Regions from separate parts of the Sus scrofa genome. Here all the other regions are linked to region 1. The links are chromatin contacts, called in public HiChIP or PLAC-seq maps. All regions are on one chromosome and are shown on one strand. The core of a region is the stretch at or near the end of the contact, and the rest is flanking DNA. Distances in the headings are between cores, read along the strand shown. Region 1 overlaps LOC102165506 (a long non-coding RNA gene). Region 2 overlaps FGGY (FGGY carbohydrate kinase domain-containing protein). Region 3 has its middle 28 kb from the start of JUN.

Region 1 (4,904 bases), core at 1,261-3,760:
ACAGTAGAAATAAACCCAGGGGTTATGAAAACACAAAGGAGGGATACCTATTCCAAACTGAGTGAGGGTGGGGGTGGCAAGATGGACTAAAGGAGATAGTGGCTTATGAGTGGAGTCCTGATGGATGAGTAAGAATGCATCAGCTAAAAGAAGTGGGAGGAGCTGGAGGTAAAGCACACACATGCAAAAGCCTATTCAGTTTCTTCAGGGAACTACAAGTCTTTCAGAGTGGCTGAAGTGTCAGGTAGGACGAGGAGGAGTGGGTTGAGATGAGGCTAAAAAGAGATGTAGGAGCTGTGTAATATAAGGTCTTATTGAACATTTTAATTCTATTCTAGGAAAACTGAGGAACTACTGAATAGTTCATCCAGGTGAATAACATGATCTGATTTGTGTTTTAGAAGAATATCATGGGCTGCAGTTTAGAAAACTGGCCCATATGGGGGAAATAATGACCCATCAGGAAGATGTAGTATTAATTCAGGCAAAAGAAGATTTGGGCTTGAGTTGTTATTGGAAATGAGAGCCAGGATAAAGACAGGAATGGGAGGAACTTAGAAGGTATAATCAACTGAGCCTGAAGACTGGTTGGAGTAAGGAAGCAAGGAAGGAATCGTAGACAGCACCTGGGGTGTGACTAGGATGACTCAAGTATTCTATTAAGGGACGGCAGATTTTTTGTTTCTGTCCAGATTAACTATTGTTTTGCCATGTGTGGGAGTCCACCCTTCTAGTTGCCCTGGCCTATGTACTTCCTCTGGGTGTTTGAGATTATTTCCTGTCTGCTAAGCTGCCTCCCATCTCTTGCCTTTCTAACAGTCAGAATCTGTATAAGCCGATACTCCTGACTACTCTTCTGGTTCTGCCTGAATTACCAGGTTGAGTACCATTTGGGTTTGTATCATTCCTCAATCTGCTCCAAACCTTATGTCTCCAGCTCAAGAGTTCTTCCATATTCTATCTATGACTCATCGAAAATCATGACACAGACCTGACAGAATAATACTTGGAGATCAGCACTAGAAGAGAGTTAGGCTTCAGGTGGTACAACATGCCAATTTTCCACTTGAAAAAATTAAAAACATAGCTTTATCCTTTCATTCATACATTCACTAAATATGTGTTGATTTTACTATGCTCCTTGGGTAAGTATACCTTATTAATAATTATAACTCTCCCATATATAGAGGTATCTCTGTAAATTCTTATAACCTTTTATTGGGTAAGAAAGATGATGATTTCCCTGCATTATAGGTATCAAGACTGAAGGACAGAGGTTCAACCTACAAAAAGTGAGACGAAGGACTGATCAAGAAAGACTGATGGGATCATGGCAAAGACTGCTAGCTGTTCCATGATCTGGGTTCTCCTCTCCTTTTTTGGTAATAGGACCTTCCATTATTAGGTGAGCACCTGAATGTAGTTAGGTAGGTGTATCAAAGTTCCAACAGAAAACAGATGACACACTCAAAATGGAATAAGCCAACGAGGGTTTATTTACAAAGGGGCAATTTACTAAGAATTGGATGTGGAAGAACTTTAAGTATAGTGCAATAATCCAGTGCTCAGAGTAGCTAGGCTGTTACTTCCCTCAGGGCCTAATGGGATGAAGAGAGGGAACAGTTACCAGAACCTAGAAAAAAAGAGAGGCAGGTAAAATCAATCATTCATCAAGAATCAGTAACTCTCAGTTGAGGGACAGAGCCAGCCCAATGCAACCTTGAAGGGAGGGATCCACAGAAATAAATACCTGATTTCACTTTTTTTTTTTTTTTTGATTTCCTGCTAGAGTCCCTATTGTCCAAGCTAGAACCACAGAAGGCACAGGTTACCATTTCCCACTGATGAGGTCTGCACGGTCCAGCTTCCCACGGTAAAGAAAGATGAAGAGGAGCAGGCAGTGAGTCTACAGGAGCAAATGGAAGACAGCTGGCATATGAGAACTACGTAACTACGTTTTGGCCAGTGGAATAGAAGCAGACATAGTGTGTTCAACTTTGGGGCACATCTTTAAAAGGAGGGACATGTCTTCCTTTTTTGATAGGTTGGGTTGATGACATGATGACTGGAGTTTGAGCAGCCATCTTGGTCCACGAGCCAGAAGTTACATCCTGAGATTGGCAGAATAGTATGATAGAGGGAGCCTGGATTCCGGAGGATCAGACAATTAGTTCTGGTTGCCTACATTCCTTTGAGAGACAAATCAACTTGTAATCATATATTGGGGTATTCTGTCTGAAAACTGATGCAAACCTTAACCAGTTCAGAAACCAAACAGGACATTCTTTTGGGATCTGGACTGTATTGGTTATGATTTTTTTTTTTAACTTATAAGCTTCTGAATTGTACTTTGTCTAGCTTAAGAAAAGGGGAAAATTATTGGAAGGATGTTGGGGGTATCTCAGAGAATCAAAGGAAATGCTGAACTACCAAGATAGGAGAACCCAAGGCAGTTCTGGTATCTCAAAATTCTTTGTGGCCTTTCACCCTGGAGGACTGCCACAAATGTGACTCAGCTCCAGCAACTCCCAGTCTCTTCAGCAATTTATGCCAAATTTCCTATTTCTGTTAGAGAGAATCTGACTTGTGTCATTATCGGGGGAGGGATGGGGAGGGTCATAATACAGACAGGTTCACTGGGGTCCCCCACAATTCTTAGAACCACTGATGCATTGTGTGTCAGTCATAAACAAACAAGTATGGTTTAACTTTAGGGGGTCCCATGACATACAAGGAAAAAAAAACCTCAAGCAGCTATGGCATGACACTCAAGGTCCTAACTCCTTGACTGTGACGAAGGGACCATTACCTCAATTTATACAGATAATTTAAATACTAGCAACATGGACAATAATTATGCCTGGTCCCCAGGGGATACAAAACAAAGATTCATTTCCTTCCATTTACCTTCTCAATACCTGTTGTTAGGAGCTCATTACAGGGGCAAAGATGGACAACAACTCAAAGCCAAAATTTTGTATAAATTTACCAAAATTCTCAATATCTACTATAAGTCAGGACCTATGTTGCATACAATTGACAGAAGAAAAAAAAAAAGACTAGGTGTTTTTAAGAAATCACAGACTGGCAGTGAAGAGAATCATGTAGACAAATGAACATAATAATAAATAGCGAGTTATCTACCATAGTAGAATTAAGTATCAGGTGCATTAAGAGAGAGCAGAGAAAGCAACTGAGAAAACTGGAAGAGGTGACATTAGGGGTTAGTATATGTGGGTAAGCAGGAGTCTTATAGGCATAAAAGGGAGGAAGAGAATTAATTCTAAGCAAAAGGAATAGCATGTGAAAACTACTGGGGCGTGAAAACGCCATCCATGTTCAGGGAAAAACTATAACCTCCATGTGAACAGACTCCTAGGCACTGACTGGAAACTCATTTGTTCATTCATAATTTACTGAGCACAGCACTCTGCAGGTTCACCAAAAAATTAAAGATAAATGAGATGCAATCCTAATCTTCAGAGGGAAAGGCAAACACAATGGCTACAATCAGATGAGCGCTAAGCAGAGGGGATGAAAACTCTATGTGAGATGGAAGCGGGGGAAAAAGACATTCTCTAGGGACTCAGAGTTGCCCAGAGCTGGGGGAAGGAGTTAGGACCTTGAGTGCCATGCTATAGCTGTTTGAGTTTTGTTTTTTTCTTGTAGGTCATGAGACCCTATAAAGTTACACCCACACTTGTTTGTTAAAGTAAGATTCTGATTTGCTGAGGCCACTTTGAAACCTTCTGACCTGAGGCACCTAAATCCCACTCGTTTTATGTTTGTGTGCCAGGTATTGTGCTAGGGATTTTATATATGTTATCTCATCTGAGCTGAGATGGGTCCAAGTAGAGGATGTTACATGCCCAGCTTTGGAGGTGAGCAAGGGCAGAGACTAGAGACACACCTTGTAGTGGTGGGGAGGGGGGTGGGTGGGCAGGTTAATGCTGTTTTATGAGTAAGGCACAGGAGTTAAAATTCTTCCTACTTTTCCAAGAAAGGTTAAGCTAACCAGAGTCTATTTGTCTTAAGCAAAGAGAAGTCCAGGAAAAGCATCCCCACAACATCATTAGAGATGTAAGCTCTTCCGTCTCTCCAAGGTGGCTGCAGAATCTCCATTCCCTCCCCCCTCATTCCTTAGAATGCACTTCCATTGCAAGAAGGAAGAAGGGGAGAAGAAAGGCTTTTGCCCAGAAGGCTTAACTTTCTTACTCATAACCAAGTACACTTCCCAGAGATTCCTGCTTATATTTCACTTCCCAGAGATTAGGCTGCTTATGTCACATGGCCACCCCCAAGTGCAAGGGAGGCTGGAAAACAGAATGTTTTAACAGGGTATATATTTTTTGTCTCCTCCAGACCAAATTAATTTTAAGTCACTAAGGAAGGATGCCACAGGTAGCAAATGGGCAACATAAACAATCTCATTCCATTTTTCCAATAGTTCTATAAGATAAAGTCGTCCGCATTCTACATATAAGAAAATGGACTCGGAGAGGAAAATAAATTAGCCAAAGTCATGCAAGTAATGATGGAATCACCACTTCATGGAACAAAGGTTTTAAAATGAGGCTGTATCATTCCAAAAAGATTTTAAATGATATCATCCTGTCTCCCTTCACCGTGTGACCTAGAGCAAGTCATTAAACTTCCCTTAGCCTCCATTCTACCGTCTATGAGGATAACCATCCCTGAATCAAAGGTTCTTGAAGCATCGAGTTAGATGGTGACTGCAAAAGGGTCGAAAAAGCTAATATCTAGGGGACCCTGATTGCTATCCATATACATCTGCTGCAGTCTCTCTTCTGAGGCGGACAGGACTGGTTCTTTGAAATGCATAGCTCCAACACTGGTATTCAAGCTTGGCACCAGTAAAATCTCTTGTCTGGCATTTCCTATTT
Region 2 (4,904 bases), core at 1,556-4,055, 350 kb after region 1:
CCAATCCCTGGGCTCCTTCCATCCTATCTCATTGTCTGAGCAAGGAGCCTAGGACAGCGTCCATCGAAGGAAGAAGATGCAGGTGTTTCATATTCAATTCTTACGTCTGTAGAAAAGTATTCGTACGTTTGCCTTGTTTTTCTAGCTCCTTAAGAGCTACTGGGCTGGAGGATGTCGGACAGCCTTTTACGGCTTCTGCTGTTCAGTGAAGGATAACAGAGGTGCCATTTCTAACTCCTCAGCTAATCCATGGTGCCGTGTGGGTTAGGATATGTTCAAAGATGTTCTCTATGGTATTTTTTTAAATAAGAAAAGTGAGAAATGACAGTGTTGAGTTTTACCCAAGCCCTGTGCTCCTGGAAAATAGTGAAAGTTTATAAATGTCCCCAAGCTTTTTGTTCCAGGAAATGGCCTACAGCAGAGGTTTTTCCTCTCCCATATGATTTGGATAAGATTCAGGGATGCCTTGTTTGTTTACTTCTGACAAGACCAGACACAGACCCCCCAGATTCCTATATTCCTGATTAGCTTGAACTGCTTGTCCCCAGTGATCAACTGGAACAAAATGCATGTTAACCAAACTTTGTCCTTCCTCAGGCCCCTGGACTTTGTCAGTCTGGTCCAGCATACAGCCCTCCTTAAGAGTCCTGTATTAGTAAGGGTTCTCCCGAGAAATAGATTGATACTGTGTGTGTGTACGCGCGCACGTATTATAATGAATGGGCTCTTGGAGTTCCCGTCGTGGCGCAGTGGTTAACGAATCCGACTAGAAACCATGAGGTTGCGGGTTCGGTCCCTGCCCTTGCTCAGTGGGTTAACGATCCGGCGTTGCCGTGAGCTGTGGTGCAGGTTGCAGACGCGGCTCGGATCACGCGTTGCTGTGGCTCTGGTGGAGGCTGGTGGCTACGGTTCCAATTAGACCCCTAGCCTGGGAATCTCCATATGCCGCGGGAGCGGTCCAAGAAATAGCAAAAAGACAAAAAAAAAAAAAAAAAAAAAAATGAATGGGCTCTTGCAGTTGTAGAGACTGGTAAATCCCAAGATCTACAGGGTGATTTGGCAAAGTAGAGCCTCAGCCGAGCTGATGAGCTCCAGTCTGAAGGCTGGCAGGCTTGCGACTCAGGAAGAGCTGATGTTTCAAGTCCAAAGGCAAGGAAAAAAGCCCATCTGCTAGTTTAAAGGCTGTCAGGCAGGAAGGATTTTCTCTTAGTGGGGGTTGGAGGTAGAGAGAGTGAGATGTCGGTCTTTTTGTTAGATTCAGGCCTTCGACTGATTAGATGAGACCCAAAATCCACTTCACTCAGTCTGTTGATTTAAATGTTAATCTCATCCAAACACACACACATACACACACACACCTAGAATCATGTTTGATCAAATATCTGGGCACCCTGTGGCCCAGTCAGGGTGACATACAAAATCAACAATCACAGGTCTCTCCTCGCCAAATAGACTGTCCTCAGGGTAAAATACTCTCTGATCTACTATCCAGTCACACCACACACCATACTTTCATGCCATTTCCCCACACTTTGTTCTTAGCCTTATTTACTCTGTCAAATAAAGGCCATTTTGGTCTAACTCTTGGGATACTTGCAGATTTTGTGGTCATAATATTCTCTCTATTGCAATAACTTCCCCTCCCTTACTGCAGAAGCCCTTCGGCCCCTTAAAATAACCCTACTAAGTCCTTCCTTCCTAAGTCTGTGTCTGTTGTAAATGTCACAGGAACAAACTGTCTGAAGCTAAAGATGAGGTTAAATAATATGCTACATCCATATTATAGAATATGATACTTTTTCAAAAAGCATGCACTCTACTCACTGATGAGTAAAGAACCCTGAGTTAAAAAGGCAGATTACAAAATTACATACTTGTGATATCCCTTTTATATAAAATTAAATACATGGGTATCTTAATATTTTGCAAGAATATTCTGTCTTAGTTTCAGTGGTAGTTATCTCTGGGAGGAGGCAAATAAATAGGAGGGTGTTTTTTTTCCCTCCCCTCTTATTGCATTGTTTGAATTATCTGTAAAGTAGTTGTATAATATTTGTAAGCTGAGGAAAACCCATAGTGCATCATAGCTTTGTGATCTTGATTTTTGTTTAAAAAACAGTCGATTCTGTTTATGCAATCCAGGGCCTGGTGGGCCAGCCTCATGGACACCCTGCTCCATGGGTGTCCACCCTTGATCACCTTCCAGAGGTGGCACAGTCCCCACAGTTTCTCTAAAAGGGGGAGTCTTGCATGGCCTGTCTCGTTCCCCTCCTGGCTGAAGGCAGTGAATGAAGCCTGTTGGAGATCAGGGCTGCCTCCCTTGGCCCTCAGTGCTCCCTGGGAGCCGTCCCTGCGGCCACTGTGAAACAATGAGATGGCTGGTGACACTTCTGGGCTCTGGGCCAGCCTGCCTTTTTCATTTTGCCCAAGGTCTGTTCATTCCCCAGGTCCTGCGTCCAAAGAATGAAACTTTAAAATGGAGATATTATGGAGTTAAATGTGTTTTATTTACAAAGCTGAGGCTCCCTCTTCCCTCACTTGGGCATTTTCCCCCAAAATCTCCTTGAGCCTTCTCCCTCCCCTCCACATACACACTGGATGACCTAGATGGAGATGTAAATGACATTAAGTTAGAGCATCATTTTTGGAAACTTCTTTTGCTCAATTCCCATGGCAACATGGTTAGGGCTTCAGGGATTTTACTCTGACTTTTGGCTAAATGCCAACCTGGCAAATTCCACTCCTCCCTATGGGTCCTGCAGTGCCAGTGTCCTCCTTCACTCAGAATGAGGTCATTGTCTTTGTGGTTAAATAGTGGACACTTTCTGCTCTTCAGATTTTGTACTAAGTACAGCCTGAGAGGCTTGCAGTTCTCCCGCCCCAGATTACTAGCCCTCCCCGCCGTAATGCCTCCATACTGGTGGTCTCTCACCATTGATTAAGTTCTAGATTTGAACCTCCGTTCCTCATCCCCTCAAGAGCATCCATCACTTTGGGGCATTTCCTTCTCCAGTTGAACCAAATCAGATGTATATACTGACTCTTTTTGGTCCTTGGAAAACAAAAGTTTAAAAACCATGGCCCCATTCCATTTCTTTATATATTTGCAATGCTTCTGGGCTTTGGTGATGAGAGAATCTAACAGCTTAGGATAAACAACAGCAAAAGCTTATCCCTTTTTGTGTTTATGTGCAATATTTCTTTGTAGCCTGGCTATTGAAACAAAACAGCTATTAAACTCTAGGTGAGTTCTTCATACCAGCCTCTCCTTGCACAGTTGAGTTCCTTATACGTTCGTTCCCCTCTCCTTCTTTGTGTGGATATTTGTATGTCTGTATCTGTGTATTTATTTCCCTCCAGAGGATCTCAAAACAATAAGACCCTGGTCTTTAAGTATTATCTCTGTCTTGTTGAGCTCTACTACTATTAAACCTGACCAAAGGGACACATTGTCCTCTGCCTTTCGTCTAGTCATTGTCCTCTAGTAAATGAATGGTTGTCAGGACAACAGCATAGAAGGTGAAGGGTCATTGATAACCACATGAATTCTTTAAACACGATGAAAGCAAATGCCAGTGTGTGCTGGAAAGCCATAAAAGAAGAGGAAAGTTTGCAGACAGGTCCTTCCTTTTACAAATTTGATACTCCCTTTAAAAATTAGCTTCAGTTGGAGGTACTCATATTTTATTAGAAATCCTGAATCAAGGGATCGCCCTTGTTGGGCACTATGCTTGTCATTCCAGCATATTAAGCCAGGAATAGCACCCCCTACCTGAGGGCCTGCATTAATAACGAGTCCAGACGCCACCATGGCAGTTCTCCTTGTGTCTTAGTAAATGCCCAATACATATCGTAGGAATAAGTGACCTCAGGTCTTTCTAGTATCCCTTTTCGATGGGTTTATGATTTATATCTACAAAGAAACTGAATTCAGAGACCTTAAGAAACTTTTTCCAAGGCCCTTAAAAGTTTGTGGTTGGATATATACACAGAATTAGAAAGCGATTCATTCTGACTCCTGAGACTACTCTCTTTTTATTATAGTACACTGCCTCACTGTAAAAAAAAAAAAAAAAAAGGAATAAACATTTTGAAAAGGCAGAATACTCCTAAGATTGAAGTGTTGAAGTATACGCTTTCCAAAACAAGAGTAGAAAACCTTTTTCAAAGGTAAACTAGTTGGGAAGAAAGAAAGAAAGAATATGTAATTTAGTGCTCATTGAGAATAAGCAATTAATTCTGCCCTCCAGGGGTGAATTTATGTCTAGCTTATTTGCACATGAAAGTACAAGATTGGCTTCATTTATATGAAAGTAAGACATCTGGTTGGGAAGTGAAAAATTTGGCCAATTACCTGAATCATGTTTGGTCTGCACGATGGAAAAGCCCCAGATGTCTTCAAATCACCAGATGTGTGGTGGTGTGTGTGGTTCACACCGGACCCACCAATTGACTTTTTTCATGTGCGAGCTTGCTGTTTGATGCTCCCATTGTTAGAAGCTGGAATCATTCTGTGAACCAGCAGTTTGCAAACAGTAGTCTAGACTAGAGATCTATGCTGGCCTCGGACAAAGTGTTCAGTGGTGTGTGATGGGATAAGAAAATAAAGTCATAAAAGGACATGTATTTAATTTAAGAGAATCCCTTTATTTTGAGATCATCTCATCTCCCTCTTCTTTTTTTAGTGATAGGGCATTTTGTCAAATGATCTTGATTCTAGGATTTGTTTGTTTGTTTGTCTGTTAGCTACACCAACAGCGTGGAAGTTCCCAGGCCAGGGATCCAACCCATGCCACAGCAGTGACCTGAGCCGCTACAGTGACAACTCTAGATCTTAACCTGCTGCACCACAAGGGAACTCCTAGGATTTGTTTTTAATGCATCCAGGGGACTAAGTAAAAAAT
Region 3 (4,904 bases), core at 1,755-4,254, 360 kb before region 1:
AAAAGAGTCTCCCAAAATAATGTTTCTTTAATTTCAAGTGTCCAGCTGAGAAACGTTATATTTATTCAGAGTCCCTGTCCTGCACTACTATACCCAGTGAGACCAGAGGTTATGAATGGAGGCAGCAGGATAAAATGAGAGGGATTTGGGCATCTCAGAAAGGCTAAAAGCTAGCAAGAGATGGAAGTCTAGAGATTTGGGTCCAGAACCGGTTCCTACCTATGACTTTCACCTCTCTGGGCCTCCATTTGCCCACCTATAAAATGGAAGATTGGATTTGAATGGTCTTGAAATTCTTCTCCAGTTCTAAATTCTGTAACGAATCACCCAACAATGTCATGCAAGCCCAAAGGACCCAAGCTGTAATTCCAGGAGGTGGATGTGGTCTGAGGATGGAGTCTCGAGCATTAATTTGTCCTTTCTCTGCACCCACATCCTATGGCCTGCGCCCTGTGGGCCTAGTGAGCAGCTGTTTCAGTGTCTGTACCCAAGTGCTCTTGGGGGTCAAGGGCTTTGTCCCACTTACTTGTGCATCTCTCTCCAGGACCCAGCAACATACCGGGCAATGGTAGGCATTTTGTACACGTTTGGAGAAGTGCCTTTAGGTGAGAAGAGGCATATTTGGAAAGCAGTGAGAGGCATTCCTGTTGTGGGGCAGTGGGTTAAGAACCCGACTAGTATCCATGAGGACCCTGGTTTGATCCCTGGCCTCTCTCAATGGGTTAAGGATCTGGCATTGCTCTGAGCTGTGGTGTAGGTCACAGACACAGCTCAGATCCAGTGTCACTGTGGCTGTGGTATAGGCTGTCAGCTGCAGCTCCGATTTGACCCCTAGCCTGGGAACTTCCCTGTGCTGTGGGTGTGGCCCTAAAAAGATGGAAGAAAAAAAAAAAAAGCTGTGGAAAAGAAAAAGCACTTCCAAAGGTTGCTGTGACAGACACTTGGACTTTGGTCCTAAGATAGTCAGTGACAGGGCTGACGTTCAAACCCAGGGCTCCCTGACTCCTAAGCCCATGTCATACCCCTCCCCCATCCTTGTGAGCATTCACTCGTTTATTCAGAATGATAGCTCAGGGTCACTGAAGATTAAGTGCACAAGCTCAGGAGTCAGGCTGCGTGGGTCCAAATCCCAACTCTGCCACTTGATGCTGTGTAACTCTGAGCAGGTATTTTAACTTTCGTGCCTCTGTTTTCTTCATTTATAAAGCAAGGATAATAATGCGGCTCCCCTCCAAGGATTGTTGAAAATATGTGAAATGATACATATAAAGCATGTGGCATAATGGTTGGCATTTAATAAGTGCTTATTGAATGCTAAGTGCTATTGCTATTGGTAGTACTTGTAGCAGTAGATGATGATTTGCATGCACTGGGCCAGTAGTAGTGGTAGCAATAGCAGTAGCAGCAATAGCAGTAGCAGTGGTAGTAGTAGTAAATTTGCTATGTACTACTGGGTCAGTAGTAGTAGAAGTACCGGCAGCAGTAATAGTACAATAGAACTAGTAGTATTTGCCCTGCCTTGGGCCAACAGTATTAGTAGTGCTAGTGACATCAATAGGAGCAGTAGTAGCAGTAGTAGCGGCAGCAGTAGTATTTGCTATGCACTGAGCCAGCAGCAGCAGTGGTAGCAGCAGCGGCAGTAGTAATAGCAGTAGCGGTAGTAGCAGCAGTAACTGTGGCAGTAGTATTTGCCATGCACAGAGCCAGTAATGGCAGTAATAGATGTAGAAGCAACAGTAATATTTGCCATCATTGGGCTAGGAGTTGGGTGACAAGCAGACACAGACTTTCTTTGTTCTCATGGACTTCCCTGCCTATACTGCTGTAATTCATTAGAGATCAGAGATGGGCTCTGACTCACAAAGTAAAGCAGATTGGTCTTGGTCTGAGTGATTTTGTATATTAACCCAACTGGAGGAGAAAACCATCCAGGACTTTGTGAAACATCAGCAGAAAAGGAAGGAGAGCCAGCAACACTGCCCAGTTGTAAAGTGTTAGGTGCCACAGGGTCAATCTTTTACATGATAATAAGGTCTTCAATCTATCTCCATTATCTATGAAGAAAATCTGAGTTGATGGGGATTTTACAACAAAAATTAGATTTTTTACAATAATCTAATTTCAGCCTCTCGATCATAAAAATAAAGTCATGTCAAAAGGTGAAAGGGGTTCTTACTGGTTGATAAGTCCACTGTTTTACAGGTAAATCTCTGGAGGTCAGAGGGACCTAGTGACCACCTAGATGACCCAGATCTGGTTGCTGGTGGAGTCAGATCGAGGCCCGGCTCCGCCCTCCCCATGCAGCAATGCCCATCTCAGGACACCCGAGAGCAGCGCAGCCAAAGGTTACTCCTGATTTGCTCAAGATCACACAGTCGGAAAGCAACAGAGCAGACTCTTCCTCTCTCCCTTTCCTTCTTTCATGCCACACCTCAGGAGGATATCTGCCTCCAAGCCTGGTTGCTGCACACGAGTGGCTTTCAATAAATTCTGTCACTGGACCACTGACTACTGGCGTGATTGCTGAGGCTCAGTTTGTGTAAAGCGGGGGGAATTCACCTCCCCCGCCCCCAAGCTGTCTCGCTGGGGTCTTTTGAAGGTTTTATGATTAACCTAAAATAGAGGTAGGTTGGGCATTTCTAACGCACTGAATCTCTCACTATCCTCCTTGATCTGATACTTGGAGCAATGGATTCTTTTCCTTCTCTTTGGAAACACCCGCTTGGCTTAAATAACACACAGCCTTCTGCGTGCACAGGGGGCGTTTGCATTCTCCACCAGATCTGTGGTGTGTGTTTACTAGCCTAAGTCAACACCGAATCAGTGTGTGCTGGTTTGGTTTGCATTTTTGCCTTCTGTACTGCTGCAGCCAGAGCTAAGGCTGGGTCCTTGGGGCTCTCCAAAGCACATTTCCTGCCTGCCAGCACCACAAACCTTTCTTGGTGCTGGCATCTGTTTCAGCCAGCAGAGCCTGCACAGAGACACAGGGGAATGGCTTCCGGTGCTAACTAGCCTGAGTCACAGCCACTGCGATGTACCGGATGAAGAACTGGCAGATGGCATCTGTAGATGCCCCTCAGAAACTCTGGCTGTTTTGCAGCCTGGAGAAAAGCCTCAGCCCTGGGACCGAAGAGGCGGCACCTCTGCTTTGTGAAAAAGGAAGCTGCAGCTGCTGTGCCATGGGCTCCATCACGTGCACAGTGGCTGCGTGCAGACCTGAACGTCCTTCTTATTACTCACCGGAAGTGAGTGTGAACACTTCGCAGAGGAAGATGACTGGCTCCGACAAGATGCATAGAGCCTTTCCAAGGAAATGATTTGCAGTGTTTAAATATTCTATTTCTTAATCTGCTTTTCCTCTGTTGAATCTGTTGCAGATTGATCCGGTTGTGGCATCCTTTGAACACCTTAGAGGATTTTTAATTGGTACTCACTGCCGGTTATAAAACTTCGTGTGCAACCCCTGGTCCCTTGATGCTTCTGCTGTGGGGAGGACGGGTTTGTCACAGCAGTGGGAAATGACACAATGTTGCTTTTATAATTGGAGATGAAAAAAGATAATTTAAAAAATAACAGCTCATATCAGTCATGGGTCTGGCTTAAGTATGAGGCACTGTGGATCCCTAGCTTGCCTGAAAGAGCAGATGGAGGAAACTGGGAGAAAGCAGGATGGGGGATGGAACTCTTGGCCCCACCCAAGTCAGCTCAGGAGTAGGGCGTGTCTGAGAGACCTAACACAACCCTAAGGAATGGGTTAGTTGGCTTCTCATTCTCAAAAGTAGTTGTGTCTGGAGTGGGAACTCCTATTTCCATTCTCTGGAGCCAGATAGGGATTTGTCCTCTTTGGCGAAGATATGTCCACATGCAGGAGGTGTCCCATCAGCAAGGACAGACTCTGGAACCCAGCCTCCAGGGAAAGGAGATGAGAAAAGTCAGGCATTGTTCTAGGCCACCAACTGGGCTGGAGTAAACAGCAGGCTCTGAGCTCAGGGAAGGAGCAGTTAGGTGGAAGCTAGTCTTACAAGATTGGGGATGGCAGCATGGTGTCTTGAGAGCATATGACTTTGGACTTGAGGCTGTTGATTTGAATCCCAGTTTTGGTAGCTGGTAGCTCTATGATGTTGGGTTGGTCAGTCCAGTCCTTGGGGCACATCTGCAAAGTCATCCTAGAGAAGCCGTAACCACGATCCTAGTCAGACAGACTTGGGTTCCAGGCCCTGGTCTATCACTTCCTGAGCGTAAGTTCCTTACCGTCTGTAAGACTCAATCTCCTCATCTTCAGGAAGGAGATAAGGGTATCTCCTCTTACGTCATGGATCTGGTGCAAGGATTAATTGAAACTAAGCAGGAAAAATACTTAGCTTTAGGCTCAGAACACAGAAAGGACTCTATGGATGCTAGCTATTAATTGGTCCTGGGATGTCAGGTCTTGATTGGGTTGGTGGTGAAGGCACTGGAAGTGGGGCCACGTGGTATATGTTTGGGTGGTGGTGGCGGTTTAGGGGCTATCCTAGAAGTTAACATAGTTTTCCAGTTATCTTGATCTTGGTGTCATGCACTGGACAAAATGGTGCTTGGTCTTAAGTTATCAGATTCCTAATCTGGGAACATTTTCTGAGCCCTGCTGGATGGATGTTGAGGTGAACTTTGCCAGAGAGTCTTGTCTCAAGGACTCAGGTCTGTGAACTGGGTATATAGGGCTGAGGCCAACAGACTTAGAGCTCAGAGGGTATTTTCTCAAACACAATCTCCTTTATTTTGATTGCTGCAACTTGCATGACCGATGTTTTTCCTACATGAAGAAACAGAGGTCCTGAGAGGTTCCCCAAGTAGGAGTGAAAGATGTGCTGAGTTCTGAACATGAGGCAAAGCCACACTCGTCCTTGAAGTTATAATGCTGGGTG

Evidence for each region. HiChIP or PLAC-seq counts read pairs in DNA pulled down with a chosen protein or histone mark.
Region 2: an H3K27ac HiChIP or PLAC-seq map of alveolar macrophages shows a contact between it and region 1. The contact joins two enhancer-like sites. A contact is called at or near these places in 2 of 2 datasets of contacts at active chromatin or transcription factors (alveolar macrophages and skeletal muscle).
Region 3: a contact with region 1 is called in an H3K27ac HiChIP or PLAC-seq map of alveolar macrophages. The contact joins two enhancer-like sites. A contact is called at or near these places in 2 of 2 datasets of contacts at active chromatin or transcription factors (alveolar macrophages and skeletal muscle).

Annotation. Positions count from the first base shown.
Region 1 is chr6:153,353,742-153,358,645 of Sscrofa11.1, reverse strand. The region is part of intron 3 of LOC102165506 (a long non-coding RNA gene); the gene reads right to left. Among named protein-coding and RNA genes, the nearest start is that of FGGY, 140 kb to the right of the region's middle. Within about 2 kb of position 2,510, at least 2 of the 83 cell types and tissues checked have an H3K27ac peak or open chromatin away from gene starts, as enhancers often do. A contact at or near this core is called in alveolar macrophages, where this site is marked.
Region 2 is chr6:153,003,527-153,008,430 of Sscrofa11.1, reverse strand. The region is part of intron 6 of FGGY (FGGY carbohydrate kinase domain-containing protein); the gene reads left to right. Among named protein-coding and RNA genes, the nearest start is that of FGGY, 210 kb to the left of the region's middle. Within about 2 kb of position 2,805, at least 25 of the 83 cell types and tissues checked have an H3K27ac peak or open chromatin away from gene starts, as enhancers often do. A contact at or near this core is called in alveolar macrophages, where this site is marked.
Region 3 is chr6:153,712,076-153,716,979 of Sscrofa11.1, reverse strand. No RefSeq gene overlaps it. Among named protein-coding and RNA genes, the nearest start is that of JUN, 28 kb to the right of the region's middle. Within about 2 kb of position 3,004, at least 35 of the 83 cell types and tissues checked have an H3K27ac peak or open chromatin away from gene starts, as enhancers often do. A contact at or near this core is called in alveolar macrophages, where this site is marked.